Regions from separate parts of the Oryctolagus cuniculus genome. Here region 1 is linked to region 2. The links are chromatin contacts, called in public Micro-C maps. All regions are on one chromosome and are shown on one strand. Each heading gives the region's core, a stretch centred on a gene start, on an enhancer-like site or on the middle of the called end of the contact. The rest is flanking DNA. Distances are from core to core; before and after follow the strand shown.

Evidence for each region. A called contact is a pair of places that touch in the nucleus more often than the background predicts.
Region 1: a contact with region 2 is called in a Micro-C map of ear pinna, with 6 times the contacts expected there. The contact joins two enhancer-like sites. A contact is called at or near these places in 2 of 6 Hi-C or Micro-C datasets (ear pinna and an unstated tissue).

The regions. Positions count from the first base shown.
Region 1 is chr7:30,933,625-30,940,034 of mOryCun1.1, reverse strand. No RefSeq gene overlaps it. Among named protein-coding and RNA genes, the nearest start is that of MPZL1, 75 kb to the left of the region's middle. Within about 2 kb of position 1,619, at least 2 of the 8 cell types and tissues checked have an H3K27ac peak or open chromatin away from gene starts, as enhancers often do. A contact at or near this core is called in ear pinna, where this site is marked.
Region 2 is chr7:30,667,797-30,674,282 of mOryCun1.1, reverse strand. GPR161 (G protein-coupled receptor 161) reads right to left here. Exons shown (of 6, transcript XM_051857154.2): 6 at 1-5,831. The coding sequence ends at 5,566. It overlaps DCAF6 (DDB1 and CUL4 associated factor 6), which reads left to right. Exons shown (of 22, transcript XM_070077388.1): 22 at 1-3,919. Among named protein-coding and RNA genes, the nearest start is that of GPR161, 53 kb to the right of the region's middle. Within about 2 kb of position 5,067, at least 2 of the 8 cell types and tissues checked have an H3K27ac peak or open chromatin away from gene starts, as enhancers often do. A contact at or near this core is called in ear pinna, where this site is marked.

The DNA.
Region 1 (6,410 bases), core at 370-2,869, 270 kb before region 2:
GGAACCGGGGTCTTTCAACCTCACAGGCGTCCCGCGAGCTGCCCAGCTGCGGAGGGAGGCCAGCTCCGTTTCCTCCTGCAAACAGGAGGTGAGGCCATTGTCCCTGGCGCCAGCTTTTGGATCCGCGTGTCCAGCCGTCGCTGGGCTCTGGGGCCTGGTGGAGCTGGCCTGGAGGGCGGCAGGATGTGAGGAAGGGCTGGCCTTTGCCTTTGAAGTCACTGGCCTGCCTGTGGGAGGAGGGAGCCTGGCGGTCTGTTGCTGGGTGGCGGGGCGGGGAGTCCTCTCGGCGATCCGCAGCTGAACGGAGGCAAAAGTGCAGCTTGCTTGGGGTCTGAGGTTTCTCCTCTGAGAAGGACTCCAAGGGGACTGAATTTAGTTGTGTTTTTTTTTTTTTTTAATAATTTTTTTTATTTGACAGGTAGAGTTATAGACAGTGAGAGAGACAGAGAGAAAGGTCTTCGCTCTGTTGGTTGACCCCAAAATGGTCTCTAGGGCTGGCGCACTGTGCTGATCCAAAGCCAGGAGCCAGGTGCTTCTCCTGGTCTCCCATGCGGGTGCAGGGCCCAAGGACCTGGGCCATCCTCCACTGCACTCCCGGCCACAGCAGAGAGCTGGACTGGAAGAGAAGCAACCAGGACTAGAACTCGGCGCCCCCGTGGGATGCTGGCACCGGCCCGGCACTGAATTTTGAATCCAGACCACATTTTTGTTTCTCTACCTTTAAATGATCTTTTATTATTATTATTATTATTACAAACTTTCTTGTAACTAAACAACACAAGCATACTTTTTTAACAATTATTTTTTTTTAATTTCAGAGGTAGAGTTACAGAGAGAGAGAGAGAGAGAGAGATAGGATACATCTGCTGGTTCACTCCCCAAATAGCCCCAATGCCAGAGCAGGGCCGATCTGAAGCCAGGAGCCAGGCACTTCTTCTGGGTCTCCCACCAGGGTGCAGGAGCCCAAGGACTTGGGCCATCTTCTACTGCTGTCCCAGGCCATAGCAGAGAGCTGGATGGGAAGAGGAGCAGCCGGGACTAGAACCGGCACCCATATGGGATGCTGGCGACACAGGCAGAAATTAACCTACTTTGCCACAGCGCCGGCCCCAGAAGCAAACATTTTACATTGATTTCGTGCCAAGTCCTCTGAGGCCTCACCTTCACTCTTGCTGGCCCAGCCAGGCCCCCAGGTGTTTGTCTATAAGGCCGGCGGGAGAACCCTCTGCCTCTGGGTCACACGTCCCTTGAGGCTGCTGCATGACCCCTGCAGAAGTGCCTGGGGGGCTCTTGGTGTTCCTGAGAAAAAGGCCGGGTCTTGTACCTGTGGGCCATGGCTGTGGGACACTGATCTGCTACAGGGAACATCTTCTGAAAAACTCTTGTGCCAGGATCTTGGTTCCCAGATTGCAAAGCGTGTGTGGAATACGCAGCCACTGGCGCCCTGCAAGCTCAGGGTCCTTCAGCCAGGGAAGCTGACCCGAGCTCATGGGCTTAAACACTGCCCCGTCTGCCACTAGCAAAGGGAATGCACAGTGGGCGCTGCTACCGTGGGTCCCTGTGACACAGAGCCCCGGGCGCCAGGACACCCCAGGCTCTTGCCGAGCAGGTTGAGCTAATCACTAAATGTGGACTAATTGAGCTTGAGCAAGAGACAAAGAAGCCCAAGGGAGAGAAATGAAATAAGAGCCAGTACTTGGCCAAAACCACTGGCTTCCTTCCACATCCTCTCAAAATGTACCAGCAGAGAGAAGTTGCAGATTCTGGTTCCTGGTTTGTCGATTTAAATTCGTTTTGAGCCTTTAGATGGTGACTCGTCCGCAGCTCCCCTCCCTGCCTCTTCCTCTCTCCCAGCAGATGTGCGAGGAACTCATTGCAAAATGCAACCCCTTCCCGTGAGGGAGGCAGGAGGGAGGATAGAGAGCAGTCAGTAGCTTAGCCAGATATCTAATCCGTTATTAAGCGCTACCTCTGCACCCTGGGATCGATTGCACCAGTTGGATAACGACATATGGATAAGAGGTTTAGCCTATCTAACCTGAGACTTTTCTTCTATACATTGATAATTTCCTTCCAATGCAAACTGATACCATTGTCTCCTGTAGAAGTGTCAACCCTCGGGGGTTTTGTGTTGGCATTTTTTTTTTTTTTTTTAGGTTAATGCAGATCCTACAGACCTCCACTGTCCCAGATGGTACCGCTGGCCGCATGTGGCTGTTTAAATTAATTAGAATCAAACTGGATTTAAAATTCAGAGCCACAGTCACACAAACCGTGTCTCAGGTATTCCGTAGCTGCACGTCGATGGCTACCATACTGATCTGTGTAGATACAAACCATTCCCTTCAGCACAGAAAGTGAGAGCGAATCCCTCTCATGGCAGGGCAGGGCCCAGTCTCTTGTCTGTCTCCCTTAGCCCAGGGTGTTCTTGCCTCTATCAAAAGGAGTTCACTGCATTTACGGAGTTGGACAGTGGGCCCTACAAGGCTCTACTCATCAGACTCAAGAAGTCATTTGCTTCTCCAACAGATAAAACCTGGCTGGCCAGTATTGTCCGGAGGGCTGTGTTTAGGGAAATGCTAGGTTGCGGGCAGAAGGTACCTACCACTTGTATGGAACCCCTGGACCAACTGAAGCCCACCTAGCCATCAGAAATTCCCTAAAGAGAACAGCATTACTGACCAACCCAATGAACACCACTGACCAACCAGGGGTTTGTGCACGAGCCAGAGAAGCACCAATTTCAGTCTGTAAGAACCTTCACCCCTAACTCCAGAAATTAAGCAATAGCTGTCCAGCTTCTTGCTCTGCACTTTGAAATAAACACCTGCTTTTTTCCACTGCCCCAGTGTCAGGGAGTGGCTTTCCGTGCATGGGCTGAGTGGTCCAGGTTTGGGGGTTCTCTAGCAACACCTCCAACTAGTTTGGGGGAGGTGAGTGTTTGGCAACAAAAGTTCCAAAGTATACTAGTGTATACTCTGCAAGAGTTGGCAGCCTTTTAACCAGCTGTGTGGGGGATGGGCACTGTGGTGCAGTGTGGGGAGCAACTGAGACTAGACTAAATTACTGGAACTAGGACTAATTCTATGCATCTGATCTCCCACAATATGGCGCTGGGAAGGAGCAAACAACTTCCACACAGCTGCCTCGCCAATTTGACTGATAAGCTGCAGGAGCTGATCCTGCTCCTGATTGGAGGAGAGCAGCGTGCTCGGCATGTGGGCAGCAGAGCATGGATTGGTGGAAGAGGACTATAAAGGAGGAGAGAGACTACATGCACCAGGAACATGTGAGGGAACATCTGAGGAACCCCTGAGAGCCGGCCGGCGGTGTGCCGCTCCTCCGCGGAAGCGGGGAAAGTGGCAGGGGTGCCACCCCTCCGCGGAGGCGGGGGGCTGGCAGCTAACCCAGGACGGCATCGTTCCTCCACGAATGAGGGAACGGCAGCTAACCCGGGAAGGGCCGGGCAAAAAAGAACAGCGCAGAGTCCAGTGTCGTTCCTCCACGAGAGGGGGAGCAACAGTGCAGCAGGAAGGCTGCCACAGCTGATCCAGCTTCCTGATGATGCTCCCGGGAGGAAGCAGAGGGTGGCCCAAGTGCTTGGGTCCCTGCCACCCGCATGGATGACCTGGATGGAATTCCAGGTTCTTGGTTTCAGCGTAGTACTGTCATGCTGATGTAGGCATTTGGAGGGGATCTCTCTCTATCTTTATCTCTCCCTTTTCTTTGTCACTCTGCCTTCCAAATAAATAAATCTTTTTTATTATTTTAAAGATTTACTTATTTATTTGAAAGTCAGAGTTACATAATGAGAGCAGAGGCAGAGACAGAGAGGTCTTCCATCTGCTGGTTCACTCCCCAGATGGCTGTAACAGCCGGAGCTGTGCTGATCTGAAGCCAGGAGCCAGGAGCTTCCTCCAGGCCCCCAATGCGTGTCCAGGGGCCCATCTTCTACTGCTTTCCCAGGCCATAGCAGAGAGCTGGATTGGAAGTGGAGCAGCCAGGCCTCAAACCAGTGCCCATATGGGATGCCGGCACTGCAGGTGGCGGCCTCACCCACTACACCTTAGTGCCGGCCCCATAAATAAATCTTTAAAAAAATTAGCTGTGCCAGGTTACATTTGTGTGTGCATACACACACAATTCCCCTACATTCTTTCTTCGCTTGGTCTGGAGTTTTGAGGTGTGCTGCTCCATGGTGGCTGCCACTTTCTGGTCGCGAGCACACACAGCCTCATTCCCACACACAACACTTGCTGCCTACGTGACCCATGCTGTACAAAGTGCTGTGATGCAACTGGGAACAAGACAGAGCCTGCTAAAGCTGTCGAATGCTTGACCTCACACCAAGTTCTGTGGGATCAAAAAGGAGCAAGATAGAATCGCTGCTCTCGATAAGCTTAGACCGTGGCTGTCCTGTGAGAGCTGGGGAATGACAAGGACCGACTGGTGAGCCCAGCCTGCGGCCACCAGGGAGGTGGTGCTCTGGGGCTGGGGCATCTGCGAGCGGATTGGGAGAGACCCCGAAGACTGGGAGAGCAAAGGCCTGTCCAGTTGGAAGGATCAGTCCCAAGGGTCCAGGGTGGGAGACAGTGAGGCCAGCATGACTGCTGCATTGGGTTGGACTTGGAGGGGAAACAGGCCTTCTAAGCCTCAGAAAGGAGACACTGGGGTGTTGTCCTGAAGGCAAATCAGATGGAAGCAGAGGAGAGACAACTGGGGACCTGCATTCAGCAAGCTTTGCCCTGCCAATCGGTGAGAATCTGAAACCAGATGGAAATTTGCAATCAGGAGACCGATTAACGAAGCGGCCATTGCAGAGTTCAAGGCTGGAGGAACTCATTTCAGCAACAGTGGGATCAAGATGACAGGAGGATGTGAGAAATACTGAGGAAGATGTCTTGCGCACTGGCAGAATACAGCCAGAGGCTTGAAAAGACTAGTAGTTAATGCGTACCATCAACAGAGACAGGCAACTGGACATGAGTAAGGGGCCTTGAGGAGGTGGGGTTGGAAGGAGCGGGTGGGGGGACACTGCTGTGGCAAGGTGGGTAAAGCCACTGTCTGCCATGATGCACGGGCTCAAGTCCCGGCTGCTCCACTTCCGATCCAGCCCCCTGCTAATGGCTTGGGAAAGCAGCAGCAAGATGGCCCAAGTGTCTGGGCCCCTGCACCTGCGTGGGAGACCCAGAAAAAGTTCCTGGCTCCTGGCTTCAGCTTGGTCCAGCCCCAGCTGTTGCAGGCATCTGGAGAGCGAACCAGCAGATGGAAGATCTCTTTCTCTCAATCTTTCTCTCTTTCTGTAACTCTTTCAAATAAATAAACAGATCTTCTAAAAACTAAAAGAAAGGAGGCACTGGCATTGCAGAGCAGTGGGTTAAGCCACCGCCTATGGTGCATCCCGTATGCACCCTTGCTCTATGTCAGGCACTGAGCCTAATGCTGCAGTTAGGCACTCTGCAAGTTCACAGGTGTAGGAAGAATTAAAAAAAAAAAAAAAAAAAAAAAGATAATCACTTCTCCATCCCTTTCTGTTCCTGAGGCCTTCGCGAACTGTTTATATCATCTTTCTCCTAAAAATAGTCGCATCCAGAATGTCTTTTTGGAGCCTTCCTGTAGGGAATGAGGGGAGCCTTGCTAAGAGCTGAGGCAGTAGATCTGCAGACAACAGCCTGGGAGAGCTTGGCCCGTGCAGTCCCTTGGGCTGCAGCCACAGCGGGGCCAGTGCTGCCACCTGCTGGCTGGGCATGAAATGCATGCTCAGCCATTGAGTCCACAGGAAGCCGGATCACAGCCAGATTTGGGGAACAGGGACCTGCTCACTTCTTTAGTTTAGAGATGAGGAAATGGACGAGAAGAGACTTAGGGAAGGCCCCAAGCCATGCCCAGAAACTAAGTTCAAGTTTCCTGTAAGTTTCCTGCATGCGACCTTGGATTCAGATGCATGGGAAAATACAATCTCCAAAAACATTACAGCCCAGCCCTTCCCACCTCTTTCTGTCTCTTTGTCAGGCCCTTGTTGCTTTCACTCACAAGTCACTAAAGTGCAAAAGAGGCTTTTGAAGAGCAAGTGTTAGAAGGCTGGCTGCCCCTGCTCTTTGTGCTAGGGTGCCAGTTGTTCACATGGAAGCCCTGACCAGTGTCCTCTGACAGCAGGGACTGGCACCAGAGTAGAGTGGCACAGAGCAGCCTGTGCAGAATGCTCCTCTCAGCCCTGGCCTCCATCCCCATAATTGAGGGACGCTCAGTGTCAGACACCTCTCCCAATAAGTGAGGGACAGGCACCACTTGAGCTTAGCTTCTCAATGGGCACCCACCTGCCTTCACTCAACGCGTGCCCTTCTCCTACTCTCAGCCAGGGGGAGCTCTTCAGGTGGACTGCCCTTTGCTTTGCCTGCAGAAGTAAGCAG
Region 2 (6,486 bases), core at 3,818-6,317:
TCATCCTCTTTGACTTTATTATAGAATGGAAAATATAAGTCTGTTGATTGATCAATAAATACATGGATAGATAATAGCATTCATTAGGTCTTCTTTAAAGACTGGGTTTAGAGTATCTTGGCCATGGTGAGAAGTAGATCATTTAACAATACTCCATGAAAGTAACAGCCTTGGAGGAATTTCTGAAAAATGCCTGGATAGATACACCTGATGACTTCAGTATGCCCACTCCCCCAGTTGTGCAACAGCCTACTCCTCCCTGCTGGAGAAAAGGGGAGAAGGCAGAGGCACCCAGAAAAAGCCCACGGACCACAAGTCCAAGTACAGAGTCCACATAGTCCACAGCTGTACACATCCCAAAACCATATTGAATCAGGTAAACAAAACTACCTAAATATACTTCTAGTTGCTTATAAATATTATTATAATCCTAAACACTTAATCTTTTTAAAATGTCATCCAGAAACTTCAAGTTAAATATATTTTAGATTTTTTTTTGGAGGGGGGATTGGTTTTTAACCTTTTCTGCTCCCAGGGGCCCATTATCCCTGACAGACCTGTTAATGAACAAACAGGCTCTACCCGTGCTGTGGCCCAGGCCATGAACCTCCCTGAGACGGTTTCCCTCTGGGAGAGGCTGCCTGGTGTGCGATTTGCAGTATTTCAGAATGGTGTCAGGTGGCTCCTAATTCCCGTCCCTGTCCCTGCTCAGGAAAATGCTTTCTGAGGGAAACGCATGCGGCCCTGTGTATCACATTCTCCTGAAACACTGAGCAAGTTCGTGCTTTGTGAACTCTTGTGGAGATTGTGCTTTGAATTCTTCCCAGTGAATCCACTTGCCTTGGGCCTTTGGTTCCTTTAGGTCTGACCTAGATCTGATTATCTGCCATGCCCTTCCTAGCTATGTAATAAAGCCTCACGGACCCATTCGTCTAATACTGACCACTCTGAACTCTCCTTCCCCCTGAGCCACAGGCTGGCTCCTCTCCTCTCAGCCCCATGGCCAGGTCCTGGAATTCAGCCACGATTCTGGCTTTACTTACTCACTTTGAAGCCTTGGACTTTCCTCCTAGGCCTCCCTAACTTCTGTGTCCCTTTTGCCCAACCCACAAGCACAGTATGGCTCTGCCCCTCCCCGCAGTGACACTGCTGGCTGAGCGCAGCCGGTTTCCTTTGGAGACTGGGATCTCCCCCCCGTCTCAGGGCCTGCATACTTTGTGTGTGGTGTGCTCCCCCTGCCCTGCCTCTACCCTCAGAAGACTAGGGATTCTGTGAACCCGAGTCAGCCAGGCAGTCCCTCTCACCGCAGCACCTGGGGCACTTTCCTGGGAGAGGGTCCCCTCTGGGCTGAATTTATGTGGTGATGTGAGACTCCACCTGTCCCCAGGGGCGAATCATCCTCAAAGAATTATTTCATCTTTGTGCGAACAGGCCAGTAGCACAGAGGGTACATAATTTTTAACAGAGAAGCTCACTTGTGCTCCCTTAGACTTTATGAGCACCAATGCTATTTATTGCCTTCCCACCCGACTCTGTTGCCTTCTGCTTTCTCACCCCGTCCCTTCTCAAGAGTCCTGGGTGTACAGAACTCACAATTCCTGTGCAGCACCTTCAACACCTCCCACCTAAGTGGTTATCGTCTCAAGGTTCCCACTTGGTAACAGAGATTCCTGTAAAACAAGAGTAACCCCCCTCACAGTTAAAGACAAGGCCAGCGGCTCCACTTCCACCGCACCCCAGATACTGTGTTCCGTGTCCGACGCTTCCCAAGATGTCTTCCTGGAATCCACACAGTCGCCCTGTGAGGGAGGCCACTGAATCCTGTCTCTCTACATAGGAAATGACTACAGAACTGCACGTTACAGATAATGGAATTGAGAGGCACACACACTCACTTGCCCCGAACACGCAGCCAGTAAGTGGCAGCCCGGGATCAGAACTTGGGACCTCACCACACCCACGTTTGCACTCTTCTCCATGTCACGGTTGTGCTGAAGTGAAAGGAAGTTTGGGAACTGCCTAATGGAGTGTCCGTCACCATTAGATGTAACCGGTCAGTACGTGCTTCCTGCCTTCTCTGCATGGCCACTTCGCGTCACCCACCAGACAGGAGACAGAAGGCGCTCCAGGCTGAACACATTTCCGGAGCATCCTGTGATGCATCCATGTCTGCGTGTGTCTCTCTCAGGCATTTCGGGATGGGACGCTCAGAGTTAACTCTAAACAGACTTAGCAAGCTCTCACTGTATCAGAGCGCTGTGCATCCTTCCCCTGTCCCGACTGCACATACTGAGGTCGTCCCCCTGGTTGCTCAGCTCTTTGCAGACTCAGCAGCTCCTCCCTCGAGAGAACCCAGGAACACTGGTGCTAGGTGGCCCTTGTCTTACAGACCTTAACCCGCTCCTCCAGGAGCAGCGATTTGTGGAAGACCACACAGCTGAGTGGGGGCAGCACCTGTGACCCTGACTGGGGTCACTCAGGGAAGCAGGCTCAGGGGTGGTGCTTCCTGTCTGCCAAGAACAGCTTGGCTGAGGCTCTGCACAGCCACACTGCTGCCACCTAGAGTCTAAGGTCCTGAACTCCAGTCTTGTGTCCTGCCCGGGGAAGAGCTGAGGTGCAGCAGTGTGCTACGTCGTCATGTGGGACTCCCAGTGCCTTCTGGGTCACAGCAACCTCCATTCTGGAGCATAACACAGGCACCTTGGCAGCTGGGAAGCTCAGTGAGGAAAGCAGAGATGGCCAGCAGCCCTAAGAGTGGTCTTCCCACAACTGGAAGACCCAGGACTGAGGGATTTAAGCAAACAAGTGGCCAGAAGTCCCGCCTGCCAGTGTCCACAAGGTCCCCTCTGGGTGGCTTTAAGCCCGCCACTGTACAGCAATTCACAGCTAACGAGCCTGGGTTTAGTGGGAGCGGGTGGGGGCGCTCCTCAGAAATGCCTCTCGGGTCCTCGGAACGTATGGAAGGGAGATTCTCTTTCCCCACTCCCACTTCCACCTCTCTCAGCTGCATTAAGGCAAATTTGAATTCCTGGATATGCAAAATATGGCCCTAGCTGCCAAACACCCCCTGAGACTTAGCTCCCATGGTCACCCAACCTCACAGGAGCTGTGCCTAACTTCTGGTTGGAAATACCACCCCCATGCTGGTGCCACAGTTCTCTCATCACTGCCTGGGAGGTTTTATTAGAACCTGCCCAGGTCTTTCTCCCTAACGGAGCACAGGAAAGACACACCAGCATTATTGCCCGCAGAGCCTGGGAGGGTCCTTTTACACGGTGTTTGTGTAGTGTCAAACACACCTCGGCTTAAAAACAAGGGGGAACTGAGTCCCTTTGTGAAGTGCAGTCCTTCTAGACCAATTCAGATTAACTCCCATCACATCCCAGCTGGGCTGCGGTCAGCCAGTGGGGACCTGGGTGGTCCCAGGGTTCTTCCCTGGAGCCCAGCTGCGGGCAGTCAGGGGCGCCTTCCCCAGCCCTTGGGTTACAAGCCAATTTGCAGTGCTGGAGAGGGCCTACCTGGTGACCCAGCCTGGAGGTAAAGGCCTCATGGCCCTGTCCTATGTCTGTGCTTACTGCTGATGGGGAACATGGTCCCTTTGAAAACCAGACAAGGGGCCGGCACGGTGGTACAGGTTAAAGCCCTGGCTTTAACCATATGGGTGCCAGTTCTAGTCCCGGCTGCTCCTCTTCCGATCCAGCTCTCTGCTGTGGCCTGGGAAAGCAGCAGAAGATGGCCCAAGTCCTTGGGCCCCTGCACCCACATGGGAGACCTGGAAGAGGCTCCTGGCTCCTTATTGGCACAGCTCCAGCTGTTGTAGCCATCTGGAGAGAGAACCAGTGGATGGAAGACCTCTCTCTCTGTCTCTACCTCTCTCTGTAACTCTGTCTTTCAAATAAATATAGAGGAAAAAAAAAAAGACAAGTGCTGGGAAAGAAATTACACAGAACAGAGAGGGAAAACCTCAATCACCCTCAATCGAAGGAAGAAATGCCACCCAGTAGTGAGGGCAGTCTGCCCCGTGGCATCAGCACGCACGCAGACCCAGAAGAGCCATGTGGGATTCAGTCACCACGAAGGAACCAAGTCCCAGGCCTCGGGACCAGCCAATCACTGCCTTCTGCCACATAGCAAAAGGACCGTGTCTCATCAGGAGCAACCAAGACCCCAAGGAAAACCCCGCAGATGTCATTCCTTTGTGGAATAGCTGCCTAGGAGCCGGCACAGCAAGGCGGCCTTGGAATCCACCACTGCTGACCAAGGCACGGAGGGTCCTGGGCTCAGCTCCTCAGCCGCCGGAAGGGCAGTGGAGGGGGTGACGGTGGCTTCCTCAGTCACCGCAGCAATCGTTCCACGCCCAGACTTCTGCTGCTGCTTCATCTTGAGGGAGAGGAGGCATAAAGCCCCTCTTCCTCCACACAGCGTCTCGGCGTGGGCCACTGCGCCCCAGCAGCCAAGTCCGCGAGGGCACTTCACACCCACTGGGAGCTACACGCAGAAGAATGCAAATGCAGATTTGTGGTCCACTTTGTTGTTACTGTTTTTCCTACCTCTGTAGTCAAGAGGACACCAAGGATCAGAGCAGGAGGTGGTCTTGGAGACCATTCAATCCAACTCCCTCTCCCATTTTACAGAGAGGGGGTGACCGGATGTTCCAGAGGACGTGTGCACACAGCTAGGGCTGAGCCAGGAACCCAGGTTGCACTCTGTCCAGTCTCTCTCCTACCTCACGCTGACCCAGAGTCGCCATAACCTAACTTGCTCTTGGCGGCGTGCTGGCACTGGAACATCGCGTAGAGAGTGTTCAGTGAGGCTTCCCTATGTGACGGCATTCTCTCCAATAGACACTATCAGCCAGTGCTCGCCACCACAGTCCCATCCGGTCTCAGGAATGCTGTGCTGTGCCCTAACCAGAGGGCTTTCGAAGCCCTGGAAATGAAACACCTGGTGCCTGCCCCTTCCTCCTGTCTTTTGTAGTGGTTTCTCCCCTCTTTCCAAATGTCTGCCAGCAGGGATGGGGGCAGCACGGGCCCTCCCTTCAGCACCAGCAGGCAGGGCCACGGACAGCCGGGTCCTAACGAGGACAGGGTGTGGAGGCTCCCAGGTGCTCGCTGCCCCACCATTCCGCCTAGAACCGATTGCCCCCACACTGCCTGTTTCAACATGCTGCAGCCCTGGACGTGAACTTGACGATGTTAAGAAGCACCGTGCTGCCCTCCACAGGTTGTGAAGAGGAGGCAATGACTCATGGGATGGCTTCCCTCCAAGCTCGGCCTCTCTGGCTTCCCCCAGCCGCCCCCAACCTCTCTGGCCCCACCTCCCAACAACAGGCAACAGCCACACCTCCCTCTGCTCTTCGACGCACAGTAGAAGCCTCAGAGACGCCCCCGTGTGGTCCCACGGCAGACACTGGAGCCCCAGGCTGGAGACTATATCCAGTTCTCCCGGTGGCTGCGTCCCAGACGTTGTTGCTTCTCTGCATTGGCTCACTGGACGCAGTGAGGAGCTGGCAGGGCCCGGCACAGGCAGCATCTCCGACTGCAGCCCCGGCCCGCCCCGAGGCCCTCACTTCTGTTCTGCCGCTAAGATGTTCCCTTCTTCGATGCTCCGCAGCTGCAGCCTGTGACTCGCAAGCGTTCTGCTGCCTCGGCGGCCCCCTGAGCCAGCCCCTGGGACAGTCCGTGCCGCGAACAAGACCCCTGGCAAGGCCTCTTCCCCAAATAAGTTGAGTTTGGCTTCCGCCTCGATGGCTTTGGCCAAACTGGCTGCGTAACTGTCCAAGGACTTGTGTACTTCGGCTTTCACATGAAGAATCGAGTTCTTGGCAGCCTCTGGGGAAGAGAGCAGGAGAAGGGTTAGCTGAGGAGCCAGGAACAGCGACTTGCCTGGGACTGTGCCTGCTGCGGCTGCAGTGCCCAGAGACGGGAGGCAAGCAGAGGGCCAGGGCACGGCTTTGAAGTCAGGTTCCCGACATGAAAATTCTGGACTCCCCAACTTCCCACCTGCGAAATCTGAGACTCTGACCTAGCGTTAGTCTCTGCCTCTGGCAGATACCTCTTATTTCATGGGGCTACCGAGATGGTTCATTCTAAGTTGCTTAGCCTTGGCCTGGCCCACAGACAAGGCTTGATAAACACTCTCTATGAATGTTGATTCCAAGTGGTTACAGCTGGCCCAGGGCTTTGCCCCAAGTCATGGGGAACCTCAGGGTGGGGCAGGGACACGAACGGTTCCTACCCAGGATCTGTGCCCCTGACAGCTCAAGCGAACAGGAAAGAGAAGGGCGTGGCTCTTCTACCTCACACCTCCTGTCCTAACATTAGTAACCTGTCTCTGTTCTCTGGACATTTCTGGAGAAGAATTCATCCCGCCCTGACATTTTCTGCAGAGTAACAATTTGCACCCTGTTCTCCAGGGACACCCTGGTCTCCGGCCTGCCACTCAGTCTTGGGGGCGGGGCGATGTCACCCACTGGTGCTTTGCTTC